Linked DNA regions of Mus musculus: all the other regions are linked to region 1. Evidence: chromatin contacts called from public Hi-C and HiChIP or PLAC-seq data. All regions are on one chromosome and are shown on one strand. The core of a region is the stretch at or near the end of the contact, and the rest is flanking DNA. Distances in the headings are between cores, read along the strand shown.

Region 1 (4,356 bases), core at 969-3,468:
TGAGAAGAAAAACATGCAAACTCAGAATTATAAAATATTATAATTTTTGTTCTCTTTTCTCCCTTTCAGTTAAAAAGACAGGAAAGGTGATTATTATAGGTTCAGGTGTTTCTGGCTTGGCAGCAGCTCGACAGCTACAGAGTTTTGGGATGGATGTCACACTTCTGGAAGCCAGGGTAAGAGTTAGATTTTGGGATTAGAGGCCTGATCTAATGGAAACATGGTAGAGAATTACCATGTGCTTGCCCAGGCTGGTTTCTGTGGTGTTACAGAATATTCTTGGGATACTCTTTAGTGTTGGTGCTGTAGCTTTTATTTATATTATGATTATTTGGTGCTGGGAATCAAACCCAAGAGCCTTGCACACAGTAGTTAAATAAATGCTCTACCATTGAGCTATATTTTTGCTAAATTATTTTTGACAGTAGATCTTTAGAAGGTGATCAATGACTGTGGAGTTCATAAAGGATCCGTCAGTCCTTGGGGTGGATAATTTCAGATAGGTTTTTACCTTTAGCACTCTGTCTGCTTTAAGGGTTATAATTGTGTGTTTTATGCATATATCTGGGTGTGACTATGTGCACATGTGAGTGTAGGCTCCCAGAAGAGGGCATCACATCTCTTGAGCTGGATTGAGTTGGTTGTGAGTCACTCGGGGCTGCTGGGAATTGAGCTCAGATCCTCTACGAGAGCATCCAGTACTCTTAACCAGTGAGTTCTCTCTCCAGCTCTAAAGTTAGCGCTTTAATTTGGGGTGGTCATAAACTTTGTAGGAGGTGATATTTCAGTTATTAAATTATATCCCTTGTTTGCTAGATAGGGAAAGGGAATTATGTTCGGTAGAGCAGGTCTTTCAGGAGCAGCTAAAGCTAGGAGAAGTAGTTCATCATTCCCAGATCTGGAAGTAGAAACTGAGGTGGAGAGGGTGAGAGCAGGTCACTTCAGGGAGCTGTTAGAAAAGTGGTTTGTATACATCCTTTTTTTTTTTTTCTTCCATATTTTGCCTTCCAGTGACTGATTTTTTTATTTAAAAAAATGAAAGAAACTTTCTTAGTAACCTAAACATTTAAGCATTTTATAAAATCTTTAAAATACTATATGTAGTTAATTTAAAATGGCTTTTTATGAAGTTTTAATTTTTTAAATAATATTTAAATAGAGCATGGGGACATGAAAATGGTTTTCCTGATAGGCTGTTGCTTTTGTATGTACTCTGTACTGTGTGTTAAGAGTAAAGGAAGGAAGGCTTAGCAGGTCATTGTGATCCTTCCCACGTTATAGCTCGTAAAGTTTTGCTCTGCAGTTTTTGTAGTGTATCTCAAGTTTACAGGGTGTTTTGATATTTTCAGTAATTTTAAGTTACCACTGTAACTCAGTAAGGTTTTTCTATCCCCGAAACCTTAATCAGTAGACATAAGCCTGGACCTGTTTAGGACTAAAATCTATTGTTACCAGTTTGTGTTCCTGGGCATCAGGTTCCTTGGCAGAGGACATTTGTCAGAGAAGTTATTGATCTAAAGATACAGTTACAACAACCAGTGACTGTCTCTGTGGCCCAGACTGCTTGGCCTTCTGGGAGATCATCAGTCTAACACTGGCTGGGGCAGCTTGATGTAATTCTCATCCTCACTGCAAAGGACTGTGGTAACCAAAGGATGAGCATCAGTTCACGGTGGCAGAGAGTCGTCTAGTGTTGGAATTTATAAGCATATAGTTTTTGAGTGGGCCTTGTGAGTCCTGTGCACTGAGAACAGCTGAGTGTCAGGTATGGTAGAGTAGAGTAGCGGCTCTGCTGTGCTTAGTTATGGTTAAAACAGCCTAGATGACTCGGACCGTTTCATCTCTAACAAACAGGATCGAGTAGGTGGACGAGTTGCTACATTTCGAAAAGGAAACTATGTAGCTGATCTTGGCGCCATGGTTGTAACAGGTCTTGGTAAGTAGTTTAATTTGATACTGCATTACACAATCTAAAATGAGAAAGCGCTTACATTTAAACCAATAGTTACTCTTATAATATACTAACTGGGGACTCATAGACAGTAAGTCATAGTGACTTACCACAGACAGAGAGTGAATCATAGGGACACACCATAGACAGACAGGAGTCATAGACACACACCACAGACAGACAGACAGACAGACAGACAGACAGTCATAGGAACATACCACAGACAGTGAGTGAGTCATAGGGACACACCACAGACAGACAGTGAGTGAGTCATAGGGACACACCACAGACAGATAGTGAGTGAGTCATAGGGACACACTACAGACAGACAGACAGTCATAGGGACACAGCACAGACAGAGTCATAATGAGAGTTTACTTAATTTCCTTATAGTTGTGGTTCTAGGCCATAGGAGCAGTGATCTGTTAGGCTTCTTGCTAATAGTCTCTGGGAGTTCAGATCACATGGCAAGAAACCGTATGTGAGTGCCTTTATGTTTCACCCTCCTAAGGCTAATAAGAGTCAGTCAATCAAGTTCACCTATCATATCATCTCCAAAGCGTTTACCTTTTGAATAGGAGGATTAAGTGGGAATTCTCAGAGTGGGAATTAAACTCCAGCCTGAGTTTGTTGTTTTGGTTCTGAGTGTGTTTTGTTTTAATGAGACAGGGTTTCTCTCAGTAGCTCTGGAAGTCCTGGAACTCAATCCAGGCTGACCTGGAGCTCACAGAGATCCAATTGCTTCTGTGTCCCCACCCCCCAAGTGCTAGGATTGAAGGCGTGTGCCACTACAACCTGGTCCAACCTGTGTTTTGAGGGGGCAAAGTATATTCAAATCACAGCAGGTCCTTATTCTATTAGTGGAAGGCACCTTGCCAATTATCCTTTCTGAAGGCGGAAAAATGGGAATTGTACAAGGCTTTTGACACTAGGGCGTCTTTTTATAGTTTAAAGAATTTATCCTGAGCAAACAGACCAGTGAATGATGCTGTGTTTGGATCATTTCCAACACAACATTGTTTCTAATGGCACAGCATTAGAAACCACATTAGAAGATTAAATTATTATATGGTGAGACATGAATATCCACTAAGAATTATAGCTTCATAGCATAACATGTTTGCAATGTATTGCTAAATTATAACTATCACAGAATGGGTTATAACCCTTTTATGTGAAGCCTGTAACTGTACACAGAAAGCTCTGTATTAAAACATTAACTTAAAGGATTATGAGCAATATAAACCCCCCGCGCCCCCCCCCCATTTTTTTCTGAACAGGGTTTCTCTGTGTAGCCCTGGCTGTCCTAGAACTCGCTCTGTAGACTAGGTTGGCCTCAAATGCAGAGATTCACCTGCCTCTGCCTCCCAAGTGCTGAGATTAAAAGCGCCTGGCTTATTTAATTTTTTTACCTTGGTCTACGTTTTCCCCATGAGCTTTAGAATAGAAGATATAATTAACATCCTGCATTGTCAGCTGCTTACTCAGTTTTTTGGCAGTGCTGCTGGGGATCCAGCTCAGTGCCTTGAAAATGGGAGACCAGCTCTAGTACTGAGTTCTATGCCTGCCCTTGCTTATTCTGCAGGGTGTCTCATTGCATAGCTGGCTGGCCTTGGACACCACTCTGCCTTCCTGTCTCTCACCTTGAAAGGGCTGCAGTACCGGCATAGGCCACCAAGGCTGAATTTAGCAAGTTTTTGTTTTGAGTAAAGAAAATTTGACTTTGAGGTTTTCCTTTTCAAGGGTAGGCTGACTTTGTTTGAGTTTTTTCCTAGGAGGGAATCCCATGGCTGTCGTCAGCAAACAAGTAAATATGGAACTGGCCAAGATCAAGCAAAAATGCCCACTTTATGAAGCCAATGGACAAGCTGTAAGTTGATGACAAACAGCTTTTCAAAATTTCTTTGGTTCGGTTGGAAATCATTTTAGGGAACTGTATGACTGAGCATGCTATGAGTATACAGACCGAGAAGAGAGATGAGCATGGTGTGACTATACAGACTTAGAAACAATTGCTGTTTTTCTAGCTGTTTTCTTAACTCTGAGTTATTTAGGAAGAGATGATGGTATATGTGCAAATTTACATGTCTGCCTAGGCATTTTGTCTGTAGGAATTGACTGAAGGCTGGCCACACAGCTAATTGGCCCTAGCCAATTTTTTTCAATAGACCTATGGAATTGAACCTGAGTCTTCCTATTTCTGTGCTGTCCCTCCATCATGTGCTTTAGCTCTGTGTGCTCTGTCACTTCCCTTTGTGTATAGATAGAGGCTTCTGACAGGAGGGCTAGCAAACAGCCGGGGACACTTATCCAGAGGTAGAGTAAGTTAGTGCTTATGGTTAGAGGCCTAGGAGCTTCTTGTCCTTGGTGTGAGATTAGCAGCAACATGGTGATTGGTTTGAGAT
Region 2 (4,356 bases), core at 1,287-3,786, 120 kb after region 1:
TTGCCAACTGGCAACCCAAGAGCTAGACCTGGCTCCCAGGTCAGTAGTCCGAATCATCAACTGTGTGTATTTGCCTCGCCACTTAATTAGTTCCAAGTGAGTAAGTGGTAGTCTAGTCCCATTCAGAGATTTCCCCAGTTCTGAACACTGCAGTGTCTGGGACAGTACCAGGCCCCAGCCACCTTCTTGGGTTGACAGTATTGTTATTCGTGTGGTACCAAAGAATAGCCTGAGTTAAAAGGCAAGAAACTGGAAACCCTGGTTACCATTTCCCACTAGTGTGTGTGTGTGTGTGTGTGTGTGTGTGTGTGTGTGTGTGTGTGTGTGTCCAGGTGTTCATGGATGAACACATGTGTGCCTGTGTGTGGAGGACAGAGGTTAACCTTGGGTGTTGGTACTCGGGTGACGACATACACATGATTGCCTGGATGAGGTTAGCTGACTGGTCCTGAGCCTCCCAATTCTGCTCGTTTCTGCTGCCTCTTCAGCGCTGGGATTCCAAGCCCTCTGAGCCTCATGCGTACACTGCAGACACTTTACGGAGTATCTCTCCGGCTTTACTGCTTTTCAAAGGCAAACACTGGCCTTTGTGCCTGGCCACATCCTCTGAGGGTTCAGAGTGTAGCCTGACTTGAATTCTGGCACTGGGATACAGGGCAAAAGACTGAGTTTCCTGGGACTCTAGCTTCGAATCTGGACTGTAACAACTGGACTTGCTTCACTGGGTTAAGTGGCTACTGCCCATAAAATGCTTAAGGCATACCTGGGTACACAGTCAGAGCTCAGTAAATGCTATTATCATTAACCACATGCTGTCTGGCTGTGTGCCAGGGGCTAAGAGGACAGAGATAGATAAGCGAGCCCCTGAGGGGCTCAGAGTCTGATGGCGATCATAGGGTGATGGATGGACGGTGGAAGCCCCTCCCCCTCCCCCCCCACCCCTACCCCCGCCCTGATCTTGAAAGCAGAGGAGCTGAGGTCACCTGTGTCCACGGAGCTCAGTTATTTGCACTCCCTGCAGGATTCACATCCTGGAGGCCTGAAGTCTGTTGAGAAGTAAACGGTGGAGAAGGGGTGGCTGGGAATGTAGCTCAGTGGGAAACCATTCGCATAGCCTGTGTGAAACTCTGGGCTATGCTTCCAGCTCTGAAAAATAAATCAATAATAAACAATCAAACTGGCCTGGGAAGCTGGGGCCATAATGACATACTTACAGTTCCAGCTACCCAGAAGCCCGAGGTAGGAGGATCACTTGAGTCCAGAAGTTCAAAGCCAGCCACCCTGGGTAATATAGACCTAGGCCTTTCATTATTTATTTATTTATTTTTACATACTTATTTATTTTGATTTTTTTTTTTTGAGGCAGGGTTTTTCTGAGTGCCCTGGCTGTCCTAGAACGCACTATGTAGACCAGGCTGGTCTAGAACTCACAAAGATCTTCCTGCCTCTGCTTCCTGAGTTCTGGGATTAAAAGACATGTGTCACCATCGCCCAGCTGAAAGACATATTTTTTTTTTAAAATCAATTGGAAAAAAATAAAGCAGAGGCAGAAGTTTGAGGCCAGCCTGAGACCATGCCTCAAAAACAAACAAACAAATAAGTAAATACTTTTTAAAATAGCGAATGAAGAGGCGATTTGATTTTGGGGGGAGGTGTTATCTGTTGTATATGTTTTTTTGTTTTGTTTTGTTTTGTGATTTAGTTTTTTGAGATAGGGTCTCACTGTCTTCTTGGATGGCCTAAACTCAAAAGGTCCTTTTAACCTTTTGGGTTTTTTTTTTTGTTGTTTTTTTTGAGACAGGGTTCCTCTGTGTAGCCCTGGTTGTCCTGGAACTCACTTTGTAGACCAGGCTGGCCTCAAACTCGGAAACCTGCCTGCCTGCCTCTGCCTCCCAAGTGCTGGGATTAAAGGCATGCGCCACCACGCCCAGCTCCTCTTAACCTCTTAACCTTTGTCATTCCTGGTCCTTGTGCTCCTCAAAAATAAAGTTGGGTTTCTTTGAGGAAGGGACAGGGCTAGCACCATAAGACTTGCCATACTTGCATAAACCAGAACTTAGCAGAGTCTGTGTTGTTTGAGGCCTTGCCCTCCCCTGGCGTCATCTCTGTCACACTGGGTGTGTGTCTGTGACTAAGTGTGAAAGAATTAAAAGCATGCCCAGGATGGGAGGTGGGAGGAAAGATGGAGAGGACAAAGGTCTTCGGTACAGATGGTCTCTGTGCTCATAAGAAACTCTTTGTCTGTTTGTTTGTTTGTTTGTATTGATGTGGATTGAACCCAGGACCTCATGTACTCTCAGGGAAATCTGTAACCCCTGAACTATAGCCCCAGCTCTCAGGCTTGCTCTATCTATCTATCTTATCTGTCTGTCTGTCTGTCCATCCGTCTGTCTATCTATCTATCTATCTATCTATCTATCTATCTATCTATCTATCTATCTATCTATCTATCCATCTCTTTATCTATATGATCTCATGTACCCTGGGCTGGTCTCAGACTTGCTTATAGCCCAGAGTGACCTTAAACTCCCGATCTTCCTGCTTCCACTTCCCTATTGCTAGGCTCACATGTGTGCCCCTGTGCTTGGTTTATGCAATGCTGGGGTGGCAAAGCCAGGGTTTTTCGTATGCTAGGCACTCGCTCTATTAACTGGGCTATATCTCCAGCACCGCCTCAAGTTGATTTTTAACTTAATCTTTTGCAGCAGGATCTCATTTTGTAGTTCAGGCTGGCCTTGAACTTATAATCATCCTGCCTCAGACTTCCAAACTACACTTCGAAGCCTACAAGTATTTATTATTATTATTATTATTATTATTATTATTATTATTATTGAGACCTGTTTACTCAATGTAGCCCTGGCTGTCCTACTTCTCACTCTGTAGACCAGTCTGGCCTCTAACTCACAGAGATCCACCTGCCTCTGCCTCCCAAGTGTTGAGACTAAAGGCCTGTGTTACCACATCTGGATGATTTTATGTATGTATGTATGTATGTATGTATGTATGTATGTATGTATGTACGTATTTATTTATTGAGACAGGGTTTCAACATATATCCCTGGCTAGGCCTAGAATCAATATGGAGTGTGGGTTAGCTCCTCAAACCACAGGCCTATGTTAGACAGGTTTATTTTCAATTTGTCCTTCATGTGTCCTGAGGAGCGCAGGAACTGTGGGAAGAACGTGGGCCCCTTCAGATGATAACAAAGGGCTGATGAGATCTTGCTAAAAAAAAAAAAAAAAAAAAAAAACCACAAAGACCAGCACACCTTTCCTCTGCTGGGGCTGACCTTGTAACTTTCACAGTGGGGGTGACTTCTGGAGGAAGAGAAGTCAGTCTGGAGGCTGAGCTAGGACAAGCTAAGTCACCAGATCCAATTTGACCCCTTGGAGATACTGGGTTGACTGGCTTCCTTGCCAGCCATCCCATCTGAGCTATGGCCTCCCATCTGACCCAGTCCCCCTTGACACCGATTGTCATACTAGGTCAGGTTCCCAAACGGAAGCAGTTACCATCTCCCCAAAATTTAAAGACAAGACTTTGAGCAGAAACAGGATTCCATTTGTCCACCAACCACTCATTCATTCAACCATGAATTTATTGAACACCTACTATACACAGACCCTGTGGCATACTGGTCAAAGAGAGAACACAGCAAATAAGAACATCGTCTTCAAGCCGACACCAGAGGGGAGGGACAGGCAGTAAGCAAGGACTAATGCTTAAGTGTGATCACTGGAAGCAAGCGTAATGAAAACATAAACCCAGGAGCCAGGCTTGGCAGCCTGGTTTGTAATCCCAGCACTGGGAAGACTGAGGCAGGAGGATCTCAAGTTCAAGTCCAGCCTAAGCCATGTAGGGAGGAGACCTGTTTCAAAAGTCTAATGATGGCGTCTGAAGAGTTGACTCCTAGGTTAAGAGTACTTGCTGCTCTTCCAAAAGATCTGGGTTCAGTTCCCAGCACCTACATGGCAGCTGAGAGTTGTCCATCATCCCAGTTCCAGGGGTTCTGATGCCTCTTCTGACCTCCATGAGCCCTGCACACACATAGGGTACATACATACACACATGCAAACACTCATACACACACACTGATACACAGAGAATAAAGTAAAACTTTCTTTTTTGTTTTTGTTTTTGTTTTTGTTTTTTGAGACAGGGTTTCTCTGTATAGCCCTGGCTGTCCTGGAACTCACTCTGTAGACCAGGCTGGCCTCGAACTCAGAAATCCACCTGCCTCTGCCTCCCAAGTGCTAGGATTAAAGGCATGCGCCACCACCGCCCGGCGTAAAACTTTTTTTTAAGTCCATATTAGAAGTTGGTAAGATAAAAGCCAACCTGGTAAAAGCCAA
Region 3 (4,356 bases), core at 1,120-3,619, 100 kb after region 1:
CTGACTTAAAAATGCAGAAACTAAGTTCCTCAGTTCCCAAGGCAGCATGGTGGAGAGAACTGTGGGCTTTCCAAGCTGACTTGACTTTTGAATTCCAGTACCACTACTTACTGATTATATGCATGAGCTTGGGATAGTCACTTTTACATTCTGACCTTCAATTTGCTCAACTAGCACTTCACAGGCTTGCAATGACTACGTAATATACTCAATACTCAGTATTATTGAATGACAACTCAACAGTATGAGTTTCCTTTCTTGGTCTTCAGGCTTTAAAAAAAAATATGGAGGAAGGCTAATTAACAAACAATCCATGTTATGGGAACTAGAGAGAGGGCAAAATGTTTAAGAACCCTTCTTGCTCTCCAGAAGACCAAAGTTCAGTTTCCAGCACACATGTCAGGCATCTCCCAACCATAGCTGCCTATAACAAAAACTTGAGAGGGATCTGGCCTCAGAAACACCTGAACTCATGTGAGCATTCCCATACACAGGAAGACAAATCTTTTTTAAACTCCATGTTATTAGTGGATGGTCAGCTGTGAACCTATACTTCCTGCCTTCATAGTCCAATCCATCCCTTACCCATCCCACTATTTCTAGTTTTTCAAACTTTAGCTGCTATGTTTAGAAAAGTGATTTAATTTTAGAAACCTGGAAAATTCTTCCGAGTAAATTGAGCAAAACCTTAATCTGCCCCAAGGGGAAATTCTGTGCAAAACAATTATTTCTAACAAGAGAAGAATTTTCTAAGGGGGTTATAGAATTTAACCACACAAATGCCACCAAAGCTGCACACAAAGTGACAGAAGGCAATCTGGAACATACTGTACAGATTTTCCCAGAGGAAATAGCCTCCCCTCATCTGGGGTTGCTAAATCTTCCTAGGTGATCTGAATTCTTCCCGGCTCTGTCACTAGTCCAGATCCTTAAGCCAGAACCACAGACAGCAGTTGGAAAAAAAAATAAAATAAAAAGGACAAAAAGAAATACCCTGAACAAACCCCAAATCTCAAAAATATCTTCCAAAAGGCACTGAGGTCCAGAGAGTTATTTTCTCCTGAATGGACAGAAAAGCCACCACGAGGCGCTCAGAAGCACAATCCTTTCCCCCAAGGTCATTCAAGTCATCGAAGGTGCGACAGAGAATCTGCAAGCTGCTCGGTTAAAGAACACTGCGGAGATTTTTTTTTTTTTTTTGGAGGTGTGTGAAGGGGGATGGGGGGGGGGGCTGCCTGCTCTCTTCCCCTCTCCCACCCCGAAGTGTGAGCACCCGCCTCGGCATTTCCGAAACAAGCCACAACAAGCTCTGCAGTGTTAGGAAAGGGGCTGACGCGATGAAGAAACAGATGCTCCATAGCAAGATGGGTCTTTCTCGGCCGGCTGAGGCTCCTGCGAGGTAATTAGCAGAAACCGCAGGCACCTCGGAGAGGTCCCCACCGGGCTGCGGAACCCACCAGCCCCGCCGTGCCAGTGCCCGTGCCCGGGACGCCGGCTTCCACCTCGCTAGTCGCCTGGCCAGCCGCAGGCCAAAAGCGGCTCCCGAAACCGCACTTCATTCCTGCGCTTCGGGAAGCCATGGCTCCCTTCCCTGCCGGGCCGCGGGGCGGGGTGCGCGCTGCGGAAAGTTCACCGCGGCGGCGGGAGGGGGCCGGCGGCTACCCGAGTGCCCCTGCAGATTCCACCATTAATTAGTCCTCGGGACTGTCGACTGGCAACTTAAACAAAGCGAATGCCTCGAATTCCTTCCCGGGCCGCGGCGGTCTGGCCCGCGAGACGGGAGCAGCGCGCCGGCGGGAGCCGCGCGGGCGGGCGGGCGGGCCGCAGCCCCGGGGCCGACAGCTGCGGACGCCCCGGGGCCGCCGCGGGCCTCTCCCCGGCCCCCCGCGCGTCGCGTCCCGCACACCGGCCGCGGCCCTTCCTGTCCGCTCACTTCCTTCCTCCCGGCTCGCCGCCCCGCGGAGCCCGGCGAGGACCCCGACGCCTCCCTCCCTGGCCGCCACAGCCGCGCTCGCCCTCACTCGGCGTCTCCCCAGTCTCCTCAGAAACGTCCCTCCCCCTCCTCAGGAAGAAAAAAAAATCTCTGAGTCTCTCCCTCCAACTCCAGCCACACTCTCTCCGGCTGGCCCACCGGAGACCTCCCCTTCCCGGCTCCGCTTCCAGAACCCGCGCGCACTCCCCGCCGTCCCCGGGACACCCCGGCCGAGACCCCCTCACCCCCGGCACACAAGCCGGACTCCCAGGCCGCCCGCCTCGCCACACTCCCGCCGCCGCCTCACCTCAGCGGCTGCGGCCCGCGCTCCCGCCGCCGGAGGATCCGGCGCTCCGCTCCCAGCGGCCGGCGCCTGCTCAGGCTCCCCCAGACTGACAATGAGGGGCGGGGCCTTGTGTGGCGTCAGCGCTCCGGGGCGGGGCGTATGCCAGGCCACGCCTCCTTTGGTCCTTTTTTTAAGCCCTCCCACTTCCAAGCCCAAGGTTTGAACCCAGCCAAGTTTTCATTGCCTTCCTAGCTAGGTGCCCCGGACCTGGGCTAGGCTCCGGAGGAAACCTGACTTGGAAGGCAAGACCGCGCTCAAAAGAAACGCTTTCAGAGACGTTGGGAGGGTGCAGTAAAATCGTCCATGCAAAGGGATTAGGGCCTGAAATGAAGTCATCGCTCAACCAAACACCTCTTACTCAGTGAGTGTGGAGAAGGGACTGGGCGTGGCTCAGAGGTCATGACTTCTAGTCCCACTGGCTCCACATTCATTCCTCAGGTGCTGCCAGGAAAGTCCTTTCCCATCTATATCCCTTACTTTTCCTTCTTTAAAATGGGAATCGGCAGTGGGCCACATGGTCTCAAAAAGTCCCCCCAATGCCTTCTATGTACAAAGTACTAGGGCCAAGAGAACCCCTGGGGGGAAGTGGACTTTGAAGGTAGCTCAGGACCTAAATCCTGCAGCGCACAGGCCACATTCAGAGACGTTCTGTGGGCGCCCTCCCACGCGCTGGCACCCAGCAGCCTGCACAAGCCGGGACACAGATGGCTAAGAGCTGCTTCCTCTCTGACTGCAGGAGTATGGCTGGTCTCTGGAGACGCCTCTTGTGTAAGCTCTTTATTGCCTATGGAACAAAGGCCAAATCCATGGCCTGGTATTCTCACTTCCTACCTTCATACACACGCTCTGAAGTTTACCCAAACTTCCCTTAGCACACCCACCGCTTTCCCACATCCGCCCTTCTGCTTGTCACCTCATCTCCTGTGTGCGTCCTCCTATTTCTCCCAAGGCAAAAAGACCAACCCTCTTTGCTCTCTGTACCTGGTGGCATTGACTCCAGCTCTCACAGGGCCGTGGATACATTATAACTTGTATCCTGTTGACCTCCAGCTGGGTGTGGCAGTGGCACATTCCTATCTTTAATCCCAGCACTCAGCAGGCAGGTGCATTGCTAGTTTGAGACAAGCAGGGCTACAAATAAGAAAACATGTCTTAAAAAATAATGCCATCCATGGCCATGAGCGCTGGTAGGCAAATGCTGAAGAGGGTGAAACAGGAGAATCACACATTTAGGGCCAACCTGGAGTACCCTTTGGGGCTGGGGATACAGTTCTGTTGGTAGAGCATTTGTCTAGTATGCACAATGCCCTGGCTTCAATCACAAACACTGCATAGTTGGATGTGGTAGCATATACCTCTAATTCCAGCACTCAGGAGGTAAAGCCAGAAAACTCAGGAATTCAACTGCAGAGACCGGCATAGTAGCAAATGCTTTTAATCCCAACACTTGGGAGGCAGAGGGCGGGCAGAGTTCTGTGAGTTCTAGGCCAACCTGGTCTACATAGTAAGTTCTAGGACAACCAGAGCTACATAGTGAAATCCTGTCTCAAAGAAAGAAAGAAAGAGTTCAGAACTGGGGAGATAGCCTATTTGTTAGAGCATTTTGCAGAGGAGCCAGGTTCTGTCCCAACACCCACATGGAAGCTCACAACACTCTGCAGCCCCAACTCCAAAGGATCGAATACTCTTTTCTGGTCTCTGCAGGCACCAGGTACATACATGATACACATACATACACATAAGCAAAACATTCATCCATGGGAGCTGGAGTGATGGCTCAGCGATTAAGAGCACTGACTGCTCTTCTGAAGGTCCTGAGTTCAATTCCCAGCAACCACATGGTGGCTCACAACCATCCGTAATGAGATCTGATGCCCTCTTCTGGTGCTTCTGAAGACAGCAACAGTGTACTTAGATATAATGATAAATAAATCGTTTAAAAAAAAACACTCATCCACATGAAAAAATTAATAAATAAAAATAAAGTTGGTTGGTGGTGTTGTCGATGTTTTCAAGGCAGGGTTTCACTGTGTAGCTC

What was found. Hi-C and Micro-C count contacts between places; a contact is called where the count stands out from the background. HiChIP or PLAC-seq counts read pairs in DNA pulled down with a chosen protein or histone mark.
Region 2: a contact with region 1 is called in a Hi-C map of bone marrow-derived macrophages, with 33 read pairs. The contact joins two enhancer-like sites. A contact is called at or near these places in 4 of 15 datasets of contacts at CTCF or cohesin (CD8 T cells, the NIH/3T3 cell line, embryonic stem cells and 1 more), 4 of 484 Hi-C or Micro-C datasets (bone marrow-derived macrophages, embryonic fibroblasts, stem cell-derived neural progenitor cells and 1 more), 12 of 115 datasets of contacts at active chromatin or transcription factors (the 3134 cell line, CD8 T cells, bone marrow-derived macrophages and 5 more) and 4 of 9 other capture datasets (adipose tissue, embryonic stem cells, liver and 1 more).
Region 3: an H3K4me3 HiChIP or PLAC-seq map of bone marrow-derived macrophages shows a contact between it and region 1, with 2.2 times the contacts expected there. The contact joins the promoter of Luzp1 here to the enhancer-like site in region 1. A contact is called at or near these places in 8 of 39 promoter capture datasets (the C10 cell line, the HPC-7 cell line, cranial neural crest and 5 more), 3 of 15 datasets of contacts at CTCF or cohesin (CD8 T cells, the NIH/3T3 cell line and large pre-B cells), 1 of 484 Hi-C or Micro-C datasets (bone marrow-derived macrophages), 19 of 115 datasets of contacts at active chromatin or transcription factors (CD8 T cells, bone marrow-derived macrophages, embryonic basal ganglia and 10 more) and 4 of 9 other capture datasets (adipose tissue, liver, macrophages and 1 more).

The regions. Positions count from the first base shown.
Region 1 is chr4:136,568,038-136,572,393 of GRCm38.p6, reverse strand. Kdm1a (lysine (K)-specific demethylase 1A) reads left to right here. Exons shown (of 20, transcript NM_001347221.1): 7 at 70-176; 8 at 1,855-1,936; 9 at 3,727-3,821. Among named protein-coding and RNA genes, the nearest start is that of Kdm1a, 33 kb to the left of the region's middle. Within about 2 kb of position 2,218, at least 72 of the 459 cell types and tissues checked have an H3K27ac peak or open chromatin away from gene starts, as enhancers often do. A contact at or near this core is called in bone marrow-derived macrophages and trophoblast stem cells, where this site is marked.
Region 2 is chr4:136,448,206-136,452,561 of GRCm38.p6, reverse strand. No RefSeq gene overlaps it. Among named protein-coding and RNA genes, the nearest start is that of Luzp1, 19 kb to the left of the region's middle. Within about 2 kb of position 2,536, at least 53 of the 459 cell types and tissues checked have an H3K27ac peak or open chromatin away from gene starts, as enhancers often do. A contact at or near this core is called in bone marrow-derived macrophages and trophoblast stem cells, where this site is marked.
Region 3 is chr4:136,467,774-136,472,129 of GRCm38.p6, reverse strand. It overlaps Luzp1 (leucine zipper protein 1), which reads right to left and starts at 2,369. Exons shown (of 5, transcript NM_024452.2): 1 at 2,280-2,369.